Linked DNA regions of Sus scrofa: all the other regions are linked to region 2. A link is a contact called in public HiChIP or PLAC-seq data. All regions are on one chromosome and are shown on one strand. The core of a region is the stretch at or near the end of the contact, and the rest is flanking DNA. Distances in the headings are between cores, read along the strand shown. Region 1 has its middle 150 kb from the start of SGK1. Region 2 holds the start of SGK1 (serum/glucocorticoid regulated kinase 1). Region 3 has its middle 140 kb from the start of SGK1.

Region 1 (4,495 bases), core at 1,763-4,262, 150 kb before region 2:
GCCCAGTCCTTCCACAATTATGCATGTTCATTTCAATCAGGCTGTGAGGTAAAACAAAGTAGAGTTCCTTTCCCTGGTGCATTGTAAGGAAGAAATAAAGAAAAGGAGAGAGAGAGATATTTACCCAGGAAACTGCGTGATCTTCCCACCAAGACCATAAGCCCATTTATAAAACACATACAGCACATACAACATCCCATGATATGATCCATCTTTCTTTCAGTGAAATATAATACTAACAAACTGATGTTATCAATATCTGGGTTATAAAGTTGGCAGCTTTTGGAGATCCTGTGAAATTGAATTGTTATGATCATTACACAACTACAGATGTGATACATTCATTTGAGTAATAAAAAAATAAAAATAAAAATAAATAAAGTTTTCAGCTTTAATCCTGTTCTTCAACTGTACCTTAAGCCTCTAAACGTGGGTGTTTATGATAACCTAGTTCTTACTCCTACCCGGAGCACTTTTGACATTGCTCTTGTTGTTTGCAGTCTTTGTTTGCCAGTCCTGTTTACTGTGCTCAGAATAGCATTCAAGAGAAACAAACACTGTAGAATTTGCATTGGCCTTGTTGTGACCTGCCTGATGACTCGCCTTCACTCTACCAACCCATGCTTTCCCAGCTCTGCCACCAGGGTATTTTTCCCCCAATTAATTGGAGAACACTGTTTACCTGGACTCAAGTACATGTCTGGGCTGGGCTGTTGGAACTGCCTTGGGGAAGAGCACGAAGGCAGGCCTGTAGGTAGCTGGCCCTCTCCCTAAAGTCTAGAGACAGTAGGGCATGAGATTTTCAAAACAACTTCCTCTTCGGAAAGCTTGAGGATTTTTGGTTTGTTTTGTTTTGTTTTTTCTTTTTCTTTGAATGGTTACCTCTGAACATAATGACTTCTATTTGCTTAGCTCCCAAATATTCTATGACCATTTAGGATGGTCACAAACAGAGACAGTGGAATTGGTCAGAAGGATGCTGGATGACCCCGCTCTTTCCTGCAAAGTCCTTCACACAGAATAAGAGCCCAGCTCTGTGTCTGTCAATAGGTAATTAAATGAATGAATGAACACACTAAAGAAATAGAATACGTAGCTCAGCTTTACTGGGAATGAGGGCCTGCCAACCCCAAAGGCTCACTTAGGCAAGAGCCTGCTAATTCTAAAAGCATGGTAGTTGGATGAGTTTCCTGGCACTGATTAAGCCCCACCAAACAACCCAGGTTGGAGGTTAAGGGCGTGACCCTTCTTCATTGTATTATTGCTAAATCAGTATGCATATTTTGACCCTCAATTCTACTGAAATCTGTTATCTGTTTTATAAATGATTCTTGCTCCTGGCCACTGTTCCTCTACCCACCCACCACCAACCTTTTAGCCTTTTGACTATTCATTTCAATCTCTTCCCAAATTAAAAGGATTAGGGAGGAGCCTTAAAACCAGTTTTTCTCTTAACTGAACACTCCTATGAAAATGAGACCAGGAAATGAGGGCGAGGGAAAAGGTAAAAAGAAGTTGAAAAGCTTGTGTGATCCCAATCCTACTAGAAGGGATAATCTAAACCTAGTGATGGGGAGGCGGGGTGAAATGGAGAACAAACATTAAGAAAGGAACTTCACTGCTTTACAAGTAAATAACAAACCCACACTGAAGGGGGTGGGGAACAAGAGCATTAACCTGAGTGACTCCGGGGAAATAGTATTTTATCTGTATACTAACAGTTTGTATTCAACTATGTACACATATACACTGCATCTCTCAGGGGGTGTGGGTTAGCAATCCTGAAACTGTCTTATGTTGAACCAAAAGTAAATCTACAGTGGATAATAAAAGAAAGGTTTCTCACTGTTGGAAAAGAAGAGTTACAAATTAGGAGAAGGGAAGTTTAGGTAGAATACATCCTATAGTGTTGCATCAGAAACAGAGATATCTGTATGAGCTCATGGATTTAAATGTGTGTCTATAAATGGGCTGCCTCTTAGCAGTGATAATCTAGAATTCCTCTCCTTTATTTTTTTTTATTTTTTTTATTTTTTGAAGTCTCGTGTCGAGGTCCTTAAGAGAAGAAGAAAAATATTTTTTAACCAATGTTTTTAAGAAAAGTAAATACCAGACTCACACTAGGAAATGCTATTCCAAAGGAGGCCAGAGAGGATGTTACTAACCCAAAGCAGAGACTTAGGGTGGAACTCAATAATGGAGGGGGGAGCAGTAAACAAAAAATACTAATAACAGCTAAGACAGGATCCCTGTTCTCAAGAGGTCTTGATCCAGGAGCCATGTTCTAAGGATGGCAAACTCCATTTACTCCATTTAATACTCTTAAAATAGTCACATACTTAGAGGCTACCGCTTTATTTTAATGAAAATCTCTTGACCTGCAGAATTTGTTTAAAGACAGAAGTTCTTGTCTTTCACACTTGAGAGAAAAGAGCAAATCTAAACCTTTAGGGCCGTTTTAAACCAAGTTTGAATTAACAATGCCTGATCCAGGGAGTTCCTGTGGTGGCGCAGCGGTTAACGAATCCGACTAGGAACCATGAGGTTGTGGGTTCGGTCCCTGGCCTTGCTCAGTGGGTTAAGGATCCGGCGTTGCCGTGAGCTGTGGTGTAGGTTGCAGACGCGGCTCGGATCCCGCGTTGCTGTGGCTCTGGCATAGGCCGGTGGCTACAGCTCCGATTCAACCCCTGGCCTGGGAACCTCCATATGCCGCGGAGCGGCCCAAGAAATAGCAACAACAACAACAAAAAAGACAAAAGACAAAAAAAAACAAAAAAAAAACAAAAAAAAAAAAACCAATGCCTGATCCAAATAAAAAGCAGAGCAATTCAAGAGCCGATACCAGGGACTCTTCAAACAGACTTAAACTTACAAACAACCAACTTTCTCCAGAAAACTTTCCCATCTGTTAGTCACTTGCACAACTTCAATGAGACATTAGTCAAAGAAAGAGGCTTGACGCCACGTGGAATGAGTCACTCCCAGTTCAGTGAAGTCTCTGAGGGTTAGTGGCAATCCGTCCACTTCTCTGTTTCCAAGGAAGGATTTATTTATTCATGAGATCAAGAAGGAGCAGATGACTGTAACACTTCACATCAAATAGAGACATGAATCACAGAATTAGCAGGTACCCAAAGACTCTTGTTGATGGAGACTGTGAAGGGAGCTTCTCTCCACCACGTCCTCTGAAGCAGAATTTTCCCGTTTCTGCTTTATCACTGACGGTGTGGTCATGTCATTCTCTGTAAAAATACTTGTACCCTACTAACTTCTGTAACTTCTTTCTTATTCTGACTGGAAGAGCCAAGAGAACAAGAAAGTTTAAATCAGACTTTACTGTGTTTGTTTCCTTTGCCTGACTGAGCATTCTGAGGAGTTTACCACAGGAATAGAATGGAAAAATTGAAAGATATAACCATAAATCATTATAGGAGCAAAGCCCTAGCAAGGAGCTAAAATGATTATGCACAGTCCTGTTTTGGATCTCAAAGCCATGGCTCTAGAAAGAGCACTACTACTTAGAAAATTCATCCTATAGTGCAGCTGAGAGCTCAGGTTTTTCGAAATGTATTGAATAATGTATTTTAATTGAATACATTGAAATTTATTGAATATTGAATAATTGCTAAGTCTAAAATCTCGGACTTATTCATACAATAAATAATGATTGTTTATGATGTACCAGCCCCTGTCTAATTACTGGGGAAATAAAGACAAATAAAAAGATGGAGAAGTTCCCATTGTGGCACAATAGAAGTTAATCCGATTAGTAACCATGAGGCTGTGGGTTTGATCCCTGGCCTTGCTCAGTGGGTTGGGGATGGGGCATTGCAGTGAGTGGGGTGTAGGTCGTAGACTGGGCTCGGATATTGCGTTACTGTGACTGCGGTGTAGCCTGGCAGCTACAGCTCCATTTCGACCCCTAGCCTGGGAAACTCCATGTGCCGAGGGAGCAGCCCTAAAAAAAAAAAAGCAAAAAACCAAACCAAACAAAAACCCCCCAAAAAAACAAAACAAAAGATGGACTTTGCTCTCATCAAACTTAGGAGTGAAAGAGATTATATAAACAAAATGAACAAATCATCTGACACAACATAAAGTTTGAGAAGGATGAAGAAATAGCAAAAGGAAAGGGCTTTTAATCGTGGAGGTGTCAGGAATCCTGCAGAAACTGACATCTGAGCTGGTTCTGAAGGAGAAATAGGAGGACACCAGGCAATCTTTGGGGAAAAGGAAAGTGAAGGAAGAAGAGGGGCAGGGCTTTCTTGGAAGCAAAGAAAACAGCAGGTGCAAATGAAAGCATGAAATAGTATCTTGTACTATATAAAACTCAAAGACAGCGTGAGTTAGACGGGCGAGGCGATAGGAAGCAAGCAGGTGCCTGGTGTGATGGGAGCAGATCATGCTGAAGGTCATCAGCCAGCCAGAGCCACCTCTATCAGACCCACTCTTATGCCCAGCATTGAACTAACAGTCAACTGGATGCCGGGGAGAG
Region 2 (4,796 bases), core at 2,128-4,627:
ACACAGTCCCCCGCCTACCTCCCCCCACCCCATCCACCCGCCGCCGTGTGTCACCTTCCTGTTCGGAAGTCTTAGTAGGTTGCTGGGACAGAACAGGGGGCGCCTGCTCCACCCATCAGGTATCCGGTTGGAAGAAAAGCCAGTCTCAACAACTTGATTCTCTCCATTAAATGATAAGTTTCTCAGACCGTCCGTCTCCAACTGCTGAACGTTAGGGTAGGGGGAGGAAAGAGCACAGCAGAGGATGCTTTTCTGTTCCAACCACAAATCATATGGCTGTGCCTCGTCTCTATTCCACTTAGAGCCCTCTAACTGAAATTCCATGTTCCTCCTGGAATGCAGGCAGAGAGTCTTTGAGAAAATGAACCCTGTGCATGTGTTTTGAATTTTTCTGGACTGATTTGTGATGATAATCAGTCAAGTTACATTTCTTGTGTGTCTTGCTGGGGGTGTAATAAAGTCAGGACACTGATGACTGTAATTTTCTGGGTGATGTTGCAATGAAGGGAATAAATGACCCCAGTGTTGAACTTTGCAGCTTGCTCCCTTCCTGTATGTAAATTGCCTTTATATAAAGTGGGGTTCCTAACAGAGCTGGAACTGCCGCCTCTGACTCCTGCTCACTTGTCATCTCAGCTTGCAGTTCTATCAGGCACATAGCAGGGAGGCTACTCCAGCCATAACTAAGCTCTACCTCCAGCCTCCAGAAAGGAATCCCCAAACTTCATATCCTAGGCAGCCTGAAGAATGAGAGAGGAAGCTATAAAATCCCCTTTGAAAGGTTTGTCTGCTTTTATTACTATAATTTGGATGGAGTGGGTAAAACAAAGATGTTTCAGAGGACGGGTGGGTTACCTGGCATGGGGAAGGCACAGGAGGTGGGGAGGATGGGAGAGTCACTGATCAAGATTTCTTAATTTAATGTTTAAAAAACCAACAGGCAGAAATTTTGGTGCAGTTTGGGGTGTCTGGGCATTCGTCAAAAAAAATAGGCTCTCTCAAAAGGGGAAAAAACTGAGTAGGAGCAGGGCTGGGCTAAGCTAGTTGAAGTGGAAGATGGGCTGTGGGGGGGGGCAGTGGCAATAACAAAGTCACGGTCTATAAGAATTCATGCAAGAGGAAGCAGAAGTAGACCAGTTACTGTGATTTGGAGTTTCCTAAGCCTTGCTTTAGGTTAGAACATCAGTTTCAGGCAATAGTGCTTTTTTAAGAATAGGTGCAGAGCAAGATTTCCCAGCCAGTCTCCAGGAGAGAGGATGTGTGTTTTCTTCTGTCAGTTTGGGGCTGTTGTAACTGACCAAACCAAGAAGCAAGTGAGGTTGCAGATCACATTAGGACAAATGAGATGGTTGTGCCTGCAAAATAAATTCCTGCCCAGAACCAAAGAAAAACCAGCTTCAGATGCTATTCTTGGTTTGACAGCTGGTATTTCAGAGTGTATCGATCCAGTAGGCACCTCTAACATGGCAGGACCGATGGCGGCAAGGGGTCATGGCAGGGCAGCCACTGCAGACAGCACTGACAGGCGCCAGGTACCTGGCCCTGCAAATATAGTCACTTGCAGCCTTCTCTCCTCTCCTGGCCCATTCGTTGCGCTCGTGGCTTCGCCGGCCGGCGCTGGCTGGAGTCCTGGCCCCAGCGGTCAGACTGCAGCTCCCAGCATCTCGCAGCGGCGGGGTTACTGGAAGGCATGGCACCGCTGCTCTGCAGAGCTTCCCTCCCTCCTTTGCTTTCTGGAGCGGAGGCACCGGCTAATCTTTGAGGAGTTGAGGAGTCACAGTTATCTGGGACTTGAGAGAGCAAGGTGGAAAACTATTAAGAAGGCTCCTGGGTCAGCCCTGCTTGAAATAAACCGAAGGAGGGGCAGGGAAGAGGAGCCTAAACTGAAGGATTTGAAGACAATGGGATACAGCCTCACGGAGTTTTCTGGTGGGGGAGTGGGAGAGGGAACCTCGGGAGTCGAAGCTGCCCAGTTGCCGACTCCGCGGCGTCCCGGGGTCACGCCAGGTCGGTCCCCTAACTTGCCATCTCTTCACGTGTTCTTGGCATGACGGGGATTAAAAATGCAAGGAAAAAAAGCATATGCCCAACGGACAGAATGTTCCCAAAGATTACTTGGGGGGGGGGACTGAAATGCAGATTTTTTTTTCCACTTTAGTGCAGAGACGAATTTTATTTCCGCCCCCTCCCCTCCACATTCCTGACCTCTCCCTCCCCCTTCCCTCTTTCTTTCCTTCCTTCCTCCTCTTCCAAGTTCTGGGATTTTTCAGCCTTGCTTGGCTTTGGCCAAAAGCACAAAAAAGGCGTTTTCGGAAGCGGCTCGGCCGTGCACAAGGGCCATTTGTTTGTTTTGGGACTCTGGGCAGGAAATCTTGCCCGGCCTGAGTCACGGCGGCTCCTTCAAGGAAACGTCAGTGTTCTCTTGTCGCCCTCGCCCGCTGCGCGCCCCGCCGCCGCTGCCCATGGGGGAGATGCAGGGCGCACTGGCCAGGACCCGGCTCGAGTCCCTGCTCCGGCCCCGCCACAAAAAGAGGGCCGAGGTGCAGAAAAGGAGTGAGTCCTTCCTTCTGACCGGACTAGGTAAGGACCGCTGCCGGCACTCTGGGGACTTTTCTCCCCCACTCATCCACTAGTTGCTCGGACCTGGCGAGTGGGGCTGGGTATTTGGGGTTGTACTGAGGGTGGCGGGCTGGGGCCGGGGTAGGAGGGCGGCGGGAACGGGGGGACCGGCCGGGAGCCCTGGCCCCACACTGACCCTGAAGATAAGGGCACGCTGAGCTGCCCTCGCCCGGCGCTGCCGCCCTGCGCGGGAGAGATAACCCGGGTTGGTGGTGCACAGCCGCCCGGCAAGCGCTGCGGAGGCTGCTGCGCGAATTAAGGGAGAGGGTCAGGGTCGGAGCCAGGGCTCGGGGTGAATCCGAACTAAGGGCTTGAGAAACTAGAGCGGGCACCGAGCCACCCCGATCGCCGCGCACCGAGCCGAAAGCGCTCAGATTTCCTGATTTGCCTAGACTCTGATTTCCTCGCCGAGCGGAATAAATGAGAAAGGTGGAAAATTACTCCGGCCGCTCCCTCGCTCCCCACCCCCTTCTTTTGCGGTTTCCCTCTCTCCGGCTCGGGAGCCGAGGGAAGCCGATAACAGCCCCGCGCCTGGCCCTCCCCAGGCGGTCCCCGCTTCCCCCCCCTCTTCTGCTCGCGGATGGTCCTCTGACCGGGGGCGGAACCGCCCGCAGCCAGCCGCTTCGCCGCCGGTCGAGCCGCAGGCAGCCGGGGGCGGGGCCGGGGCGGGGCCAGGCAGCGCCACTTCCTCATTGTTGCGTGGGCCCCGCCCCCGCGGCGACAAAACGCTTATAAAGGCGGTGGCAGTGCGGGAGCGCAGTGTTGGCTGAGCAGGTCTCCCTTCGCTAGCAACTCCCTGTTCTCTGTGACGATGACAGTGAAAACCGAGGCTGCTAGGAACACACTCACTTACTCCAGAATGAGGGGAATGGTAGCAATTCTCATCGGTGAGTGTAGGAATACGGCTGGATTTCTAGGTTTCGCGAAGTGGAAATTTTGCAAAGTCCCGGATCAGATTAGTGTGCGTGGCGTTGGATGTTACAATACCGTCTAAACATGTATTTCTCCTCTCTAATTCACAGCTTTCATGAAACAGAGAAGGATGGGCCTGAACGACTTTATTCAGAAGATTGCCAATAATTCCTATGCATGCAAACAGTAAGTTGGGGGGCGATTTGGGAAAATAAACATAAGTAGTAAAATTTTCCATTTACCAGTAGTGAAGACACATTCTCATCAGTATATGGATCAGGATGCTAAAGACTTTCTGGGGGGGAGGGGGCGGGTCCGTTTTCTCTTTAGGTTCTAATTATTTAAAACATTTGAAACATTAGAATTAATTAGCTGATTGGGCTTGTTCTAGAAATTCAAGAGGAAACTTTCATGTGTGCCTAATTAATCCCCTCTCTCCACAAAGGACAACCGTCCTCTCTGTAGTTAACTGGGTTTATTCTTTTCTTTGGCGATTATTTTCTTTAGCTGAGTAGTTGATTTGGATGTTTTTAGTTGAAACACTGAATTCTCCGGAAAAGTTGAGCCAGAAATTCACTGTTGGTGTTGTTCTGCCCCCTTGTGGAGAGCGAGCAGGTTCTAACTTCTTCCTTTCTTTGCAGCTCTGAAGTTCAGTCCATTTTGAAAATCTCTCAACCTCAGGAGCCTGAGCTTATGAATGCCAACCCTTCTCCTCCTGTAAGTGTCCTCTGTTGTGATGCATCAATGGAGAAATCTTGTAAATGAGTCATATAAGTCTTCCTACATTGTTGAGTTAAAACAGCATTTCTAGAAGTTAGTGTCAAGGCAGGAATGCCTCATTAGTGCATGGCAAACAAGTGACATAAGTAAGCACTTAAGTATGAGTCAGTGGAGTATTTTAAAAGGCATATTTCATAAGGGTATTTTCTGTTTAACAATAGCACGACTGTACAATTTCCATACGATAGTCACATGTATAGATGAAAAGTAGTTTGGAATGTGTTTATAGATATATGGGGACCTGCCTCAGTCATCTGTAGATGTATTCTCCTTTACATTGCCTGTACTGTATAACTGATAATCTTCCTTTGAAGCAAGGCTATTAAAAGAAAACATTTTATTTTCCAGCCAAGTCCTTCTCAGCAAATCAACCTGGGCCCATCTTCCAATCCTCATGCTAAACCGTCTGACTTTCACTTCTTGAAAGTGATTGGGAAGGGCAGTTTTGGAAAGGTAATTTCACATCTGAATTTTTCATTATTTGC
Region 3 (4,458 bases), core at 410-2,909, 140 kb before region 2:
ATAGAATAAGCAAAAGCTGAAGGCAGTGGTATTAAATTTAAAGTGCTATTAAAGGCTGGTTTGACCGCAGATTTCTTTTCAGACAGAGGGTAAGTACAATGACTTTTGGGTGGTTCATTTTATTTTTTATTATATATATAGTCTTTTTAGGGCTGCATTCATGGCATATGGAAGTTCCTGGGCTAGGGGTCAAATTGGAGCTACAACTTCTGGCCTACGCTACAGCTACAGCAATGTGGGATTCAAGCCACATCTGTGACCTGCACCACAGCTCATGACAACTCTGGATTCTTAGCCCACTGAGCGAGGCCAGGAATCAAACCCATGTCCTTATGGATCCTAGTTGGGTTTGTTAGTGCTGAGAACTCCTTAGTGGTTCATTTTATTCTCTACTTGAACTACCTGAATAAAATTATGGTCAATTTTGTTGTTTCTTGTTTTGGCGATGAGGTTTTGCTAATTAGATCATTTGATAAAGCCATAGGCTCATTAGATCAAAGTTTCATGCCCTGAAATTCACCACCCCACATTGAACCCCAACATAGTCACAGTGTTTGTCACAAATAGGACCAGATGCTTGATGCTCAGTGGTTGTAGAATGCATCTTCGTTGAAATTACAGTCTGAAATGTTACTTTTCACATAAGTTATCAATAAATGTCATCCCTTTTAGCTACATTTAGTTCTTCCATATTGAAGAGTATGTCTGAGGGTAAAGCAATAAGCGTCTGAATGGTACTAAAAATAGTCATTTACGTGTGTAACCAGTGTGAGTTGTTCCCTGACACTAAGAGTACAATAAATGCCACCATCTGTGGGGCATTTAATAACCAGCTCCCTAGACACACACACACACACACACACACACACACACACTCACAGTTCTACCCCAGTTTACACTATGCGGAAAAGCTACTCTGCCTGGATGGCCCCAGGGCCCAGACTTGAGAAACCCACAGCCTTTTTGAAATTATCTTCCCAGAGTCCATCAACTTCTCTATTCCTCTTTTTTTGGTAGGAAATTTGAAAGAAAAAGCTATTATATATTCCTGGAGGCAACCATAAACCTAGCAAGAGGCCTCAAAAGGATGGATCCAGCCTACACACAATTTTTTTTGTCTCTCGAGAGAGTTTTAAAAATTAGAAAAATTTTTCATAAATATATGGTTGTTCAGTTTCTCTAAAATGTCAGAAGATCCAGCATCCCCAGACTGTCATTTCCATGGGTGACAATTTGCTGGGGCTGAGTAGCAGCCCCCTTTTCAGGGGGCCCCAGTCACCTCAGTCCCTGACAGACTCACTCAGTTCCTTAGCCGACCTAGCCCTAACAAGATTCAAGTTTTGACCTGGCCTAAACATTAGGGCGAGGACAGGAGGTCTATAACAGTGAGAAAAACCTCAAAAATATTGATTCTTTGATGAACATGTCTGTAAGCACCAGCTCGTTGCGTGTTTGCATAACTTCCCTCTGTTTCAACTTCCCATAGCAACAAGCAAATAATTGCCCAAAACTTCTCACGGGTGAGGACATATTTCAAAATTCATATACTGACTCATTTCAATCTTCACAAAAACTCTATGGGGTAATATATTTTTATCTCCATTTTGAGATGAGGAAACTAAAGAACGGAATTAAGTAACTTTTTCCAGGTCACATTGCTAGAACTCAGTGAAGAGGGAAGAATTAAACCCAAGTAATCTGTCATCAGAGTCTTTGTTTTTAGCCACCATCACATTCTATCACGCCCTGCATTCAGTTAAAAATTCTATTCTTCAGAGTTCCCGTGGTGGCTCAGTGGTTAGCGAATCTGACTAGGAACCATGAGGTTGCAGGTTTGATCCCTGGCCTCAATCACTGGGTTAAGGATCTGGCGTTGCCGTGAGCTGTGGTGTAGGTCGCAGATGCAGCTCCGATCCCGAGTTGCTGTGGCTCTGGTGTAGGCCGATGGCTACAGCTCCGATTTGACCCCTAGCCTGGGAACCTCCATATACCACGGGAGCGGCCCTAGAAAAGGCAAAAAGATTAAAAAAAAAAAAAAAAAAAAAAAAAAAAAACCTATTCTTCAAAACATCTCTCCATGTCTATGAAAGATACTCTAGATCCTCAAAGTCACTGCCTATGGGCTCCCAGACACCCTGAATGTATTATCACCAAAATCATCATACAGCCCCAGGATTGCCAGTCAAACTTTCTGTCCAGCTTTGAGCAACAACAGTGTCTTATTCACCATTGTCAGGTGTATAGCAGACATTCAATACGTCTTTGTTGAGTGAAAAAAATAAAACACGTGCTTTGTTTTTTTGCTTTTTAGGGCTGCACTTGAAGCACATGGAAGTTCCCAGGCTAGGGTCAAATTGGAGCTATAGCTGCTGGCCCATGCTACAGCTCCAGCCACAACCACAGCAACTCAGGATCTGAGCCGCATCTTTGACCTATACCACAGCTCACAGCAACGTGGGATCCCTAACCCACCCAGTGAGGCTAGGGATCAAACCCGCATCCTCACGGATACTTGGAATTGTTTCCTCTGTGTCACAATGGGAACTCCAAAGTGTGTTTTTAAGACTTTGCATGGCTACCCTCTTGCACCAAATTATCATCACATCGAAATCAGACCCATTAACATCCTAGTCTCATTGCCTCTGGACTCCCATCTTTCCACTGCTATGTTCTCCTCCACAAAGGCAGACGATAGCAGCTGGTGCACAGATATTGTGAGGATTTAATGAAATGTTTATAAAGTGCCTAACCCAGTGTCTGGTAGTTATAAAGCACTCACAATGTAGTACCTACTGTGGTGGATGCTACTAGAATATTGCATTTAACATCCTTTTTATAAAGTTATCCCCAGGTCCAACATAAACTCCTGCCTCCAGCCGGCATGTGACTTCTTTTTCATCCCCCCTTGTGATTCTCCATCTGGCATAAAGGACAAAGTGCCAAAAGCCACAGAAGAAGTAGGTCTCAGCCCCTAGGAGCAGAAATTGTACTTGAGAATTTGGAATGTATTACTCTTATGTTAACACCTACAAGTGTGTATTATAGAATATAATATGAAATTCGCATAAATTTTTAAAAGGATAAAACATGACTTAAAGAAAATTTTTACTTGCAAATGATTGCTTTGGGTTAATATCCTCAGAACCCTCTGGAAACTAGGTCCACAGTCCTATGAACGTACAGTCCAGGAGTTCCCACTGTTGACAAAAACAAACAAACAAACAAGCAAACAGAGTTCCTGTTGTGGCTCAGCAGTAACGACCTCAGCTAGTATCCATGAGGATGCAGGTTCGATCCCTGGCCTTGATCAGTGGGTTAAAGATCAGGCATTGCCGTGAGCTGTTCTGTAGGTCACAGATGCTGCTCAGATCCCAAGTTGTCATGTTGTCATGGCTATGGCATAGGCTGGCAGCTGTAGCTCTGATTCTACTCCTAGCCTGGAAACTTGCACATGCAAAAAAAAAAAAAAAAAAAAAAAAAAACTGTCCAGCCCCCAACGGAACACTCAGGATACATCCTGCCTCCCTTGTTCTGAATGCTTTTTTGTAGCCACCGGTTTCAATGAGAACGTCCTCCCTGAATGTTTTCAGTTAACAGTAACAATAGCCAGCCCTTACTGATTTCATACAGTGTGTGAAGCACCCTGTTAAACAATTCACAGGTACCTTTCAATTATTTTAAGAACTCAAAGAGGTAGGTACCACTATTATCTCATCTTTAAATTCCAGAAACAAGCTTGGAAGGCTTAAATCATGGGTCCCACATAACAGAGCTAGGAAACGGTGAAGATATTCAAAGGTGGGTGTTATCATTCTTAGCCATTAGACCCCACTACCTCTGGTACAATAATCCATTGTTTCACTATTACTCTGATGTTGATTTAAATATATATATATTGAATCCTTGAGATAAAGAGGTGAAACTCATTGTCTTTCATTTAGACTGTATCTCCTTCCTCACCCAAATAGTGGTGATTTATATCGGTAGACTAAACAAATACCACTTCACATGTAGACCCTTAGAAATGGAAGTTTTGGAGTTCCCGTCATGGTGCAGTGGTTAACGAATCCGACTAAGAACCATGAGGTTGCAGGTTCGGTCCCTGCCCTTGCTCAGTGGGTTAAGGATCTGGTGTTGCCGTGAGCTGTGGTGTAGGTTGCAGACGCAGCTCGGATCCCGCATTGCTGTGGCTCTGGTGTAGGACAACAGTTGTAGCTCCGATTAGACCCCTAGCCTGGGAAACTTCATATGCCGTGGCAGCAGCCCTAGAAAAGGCAAAAAGACAAAAAAAAAAAAAAAGAAAGAAAGAAAGAAATAGAAGTTTTATTTTCCTTAAGATTTCAAGTTTGCACACTATCTAGAATGCCTAGCAATAAAACCCAAATTTATATTACACTTTAAAAGCCTTTCAGCGGTCCATTTTATTATAAAAATAGGGCACACTGGGTAAAAATAGAA

Evidence for each region. HiChIP or PLAC-seq counts read pairs in DNA pulled down with a chosen protein or histone mark.
Region 1: an H3K27ac HiChIP or PLAC-seq map of alveolar macrophages shows a contact between it and region 2. The contact joins the enhancer-like site here to the promoter of SGK1 in region 2. A contact is called at or near these places in 1 of 5 promoter capture datasets (liver), 4 of 47 Hi-C or Micro-C datasets (embryonic fibroblasts, heart right ventricle, retroperitoneal adipose tissue and 1 more) and 1 of 2 datasets of contacts at active chromatin or transcription factors (alveolar macrophages).
Region 3: an H3K27ac HiChIP or PLAC-seq map of alveolar macrophages shows a contact between it and region 2. The contact joins the enhancer-like site here to the promoter of SGK1 in region 2. A contact is called at or near these places in 6 of 47 Hi-C or Micro-C datasets (blood, brain, embryonic fibroblasts and 2 more) and 2 of 2 datasets of contacts at active chromatin or transcription factors (alveolar macrophages and skeletal muscle).

What each region holds. Positions count from the first base shown.
Region 1 is chr1:29,592,134-29,596,628 of Sscrofa11.1, forward strand. No RefSeq gene overlaps it. Among named protein-coding and RNA genes, the nearest start is that of SGK1, 150 kb to the right of the region's middle. Within about 2 kb of position 3,013, at least 9 of the 83 cell types and tissues checked have an H3K27ac peak or open chromatin away from gene starts, as enhancers often do. A contact at or near this core is called in alveolar macrophages, embryonic fibroblasts and retroperitoneal adipose tissue, where this site is marked.
Region 2 is chr1:29,744,518-29,749,313 of Sscrofa11.1, forward strand. SGK1 (serum/glucocorticoid regulated kinase 1) reads left to right here and starts at 3,378. Exons shown (of 12, transcript NM_001244459.1): 1 at 3,378-3,506; 2 at 3,642-3,717; 3 at 4,173-4,248; 4 at 4,660-4,764. The coding sequence starts at 3,431.
Region 3 is chr1:29,610,527-29,614,984 of Sscrofa11.1, forward strand. No RefSeq gene overlaps it. Among named protein-coding and RNA genes, the nearest start is that of SGK1, 140 kb to the right of the region's middle. Within about 2 kb of position 1,660, at least 7 of the 83 cell types and tissues checked have an H3K27ac peak or open chromatin away from gene starts, as enhancers often do. A contact at or near this core is called in alveolar macrophages, embryonic fibroblasts and retroperitoneal adipose tissue, where this site is marked.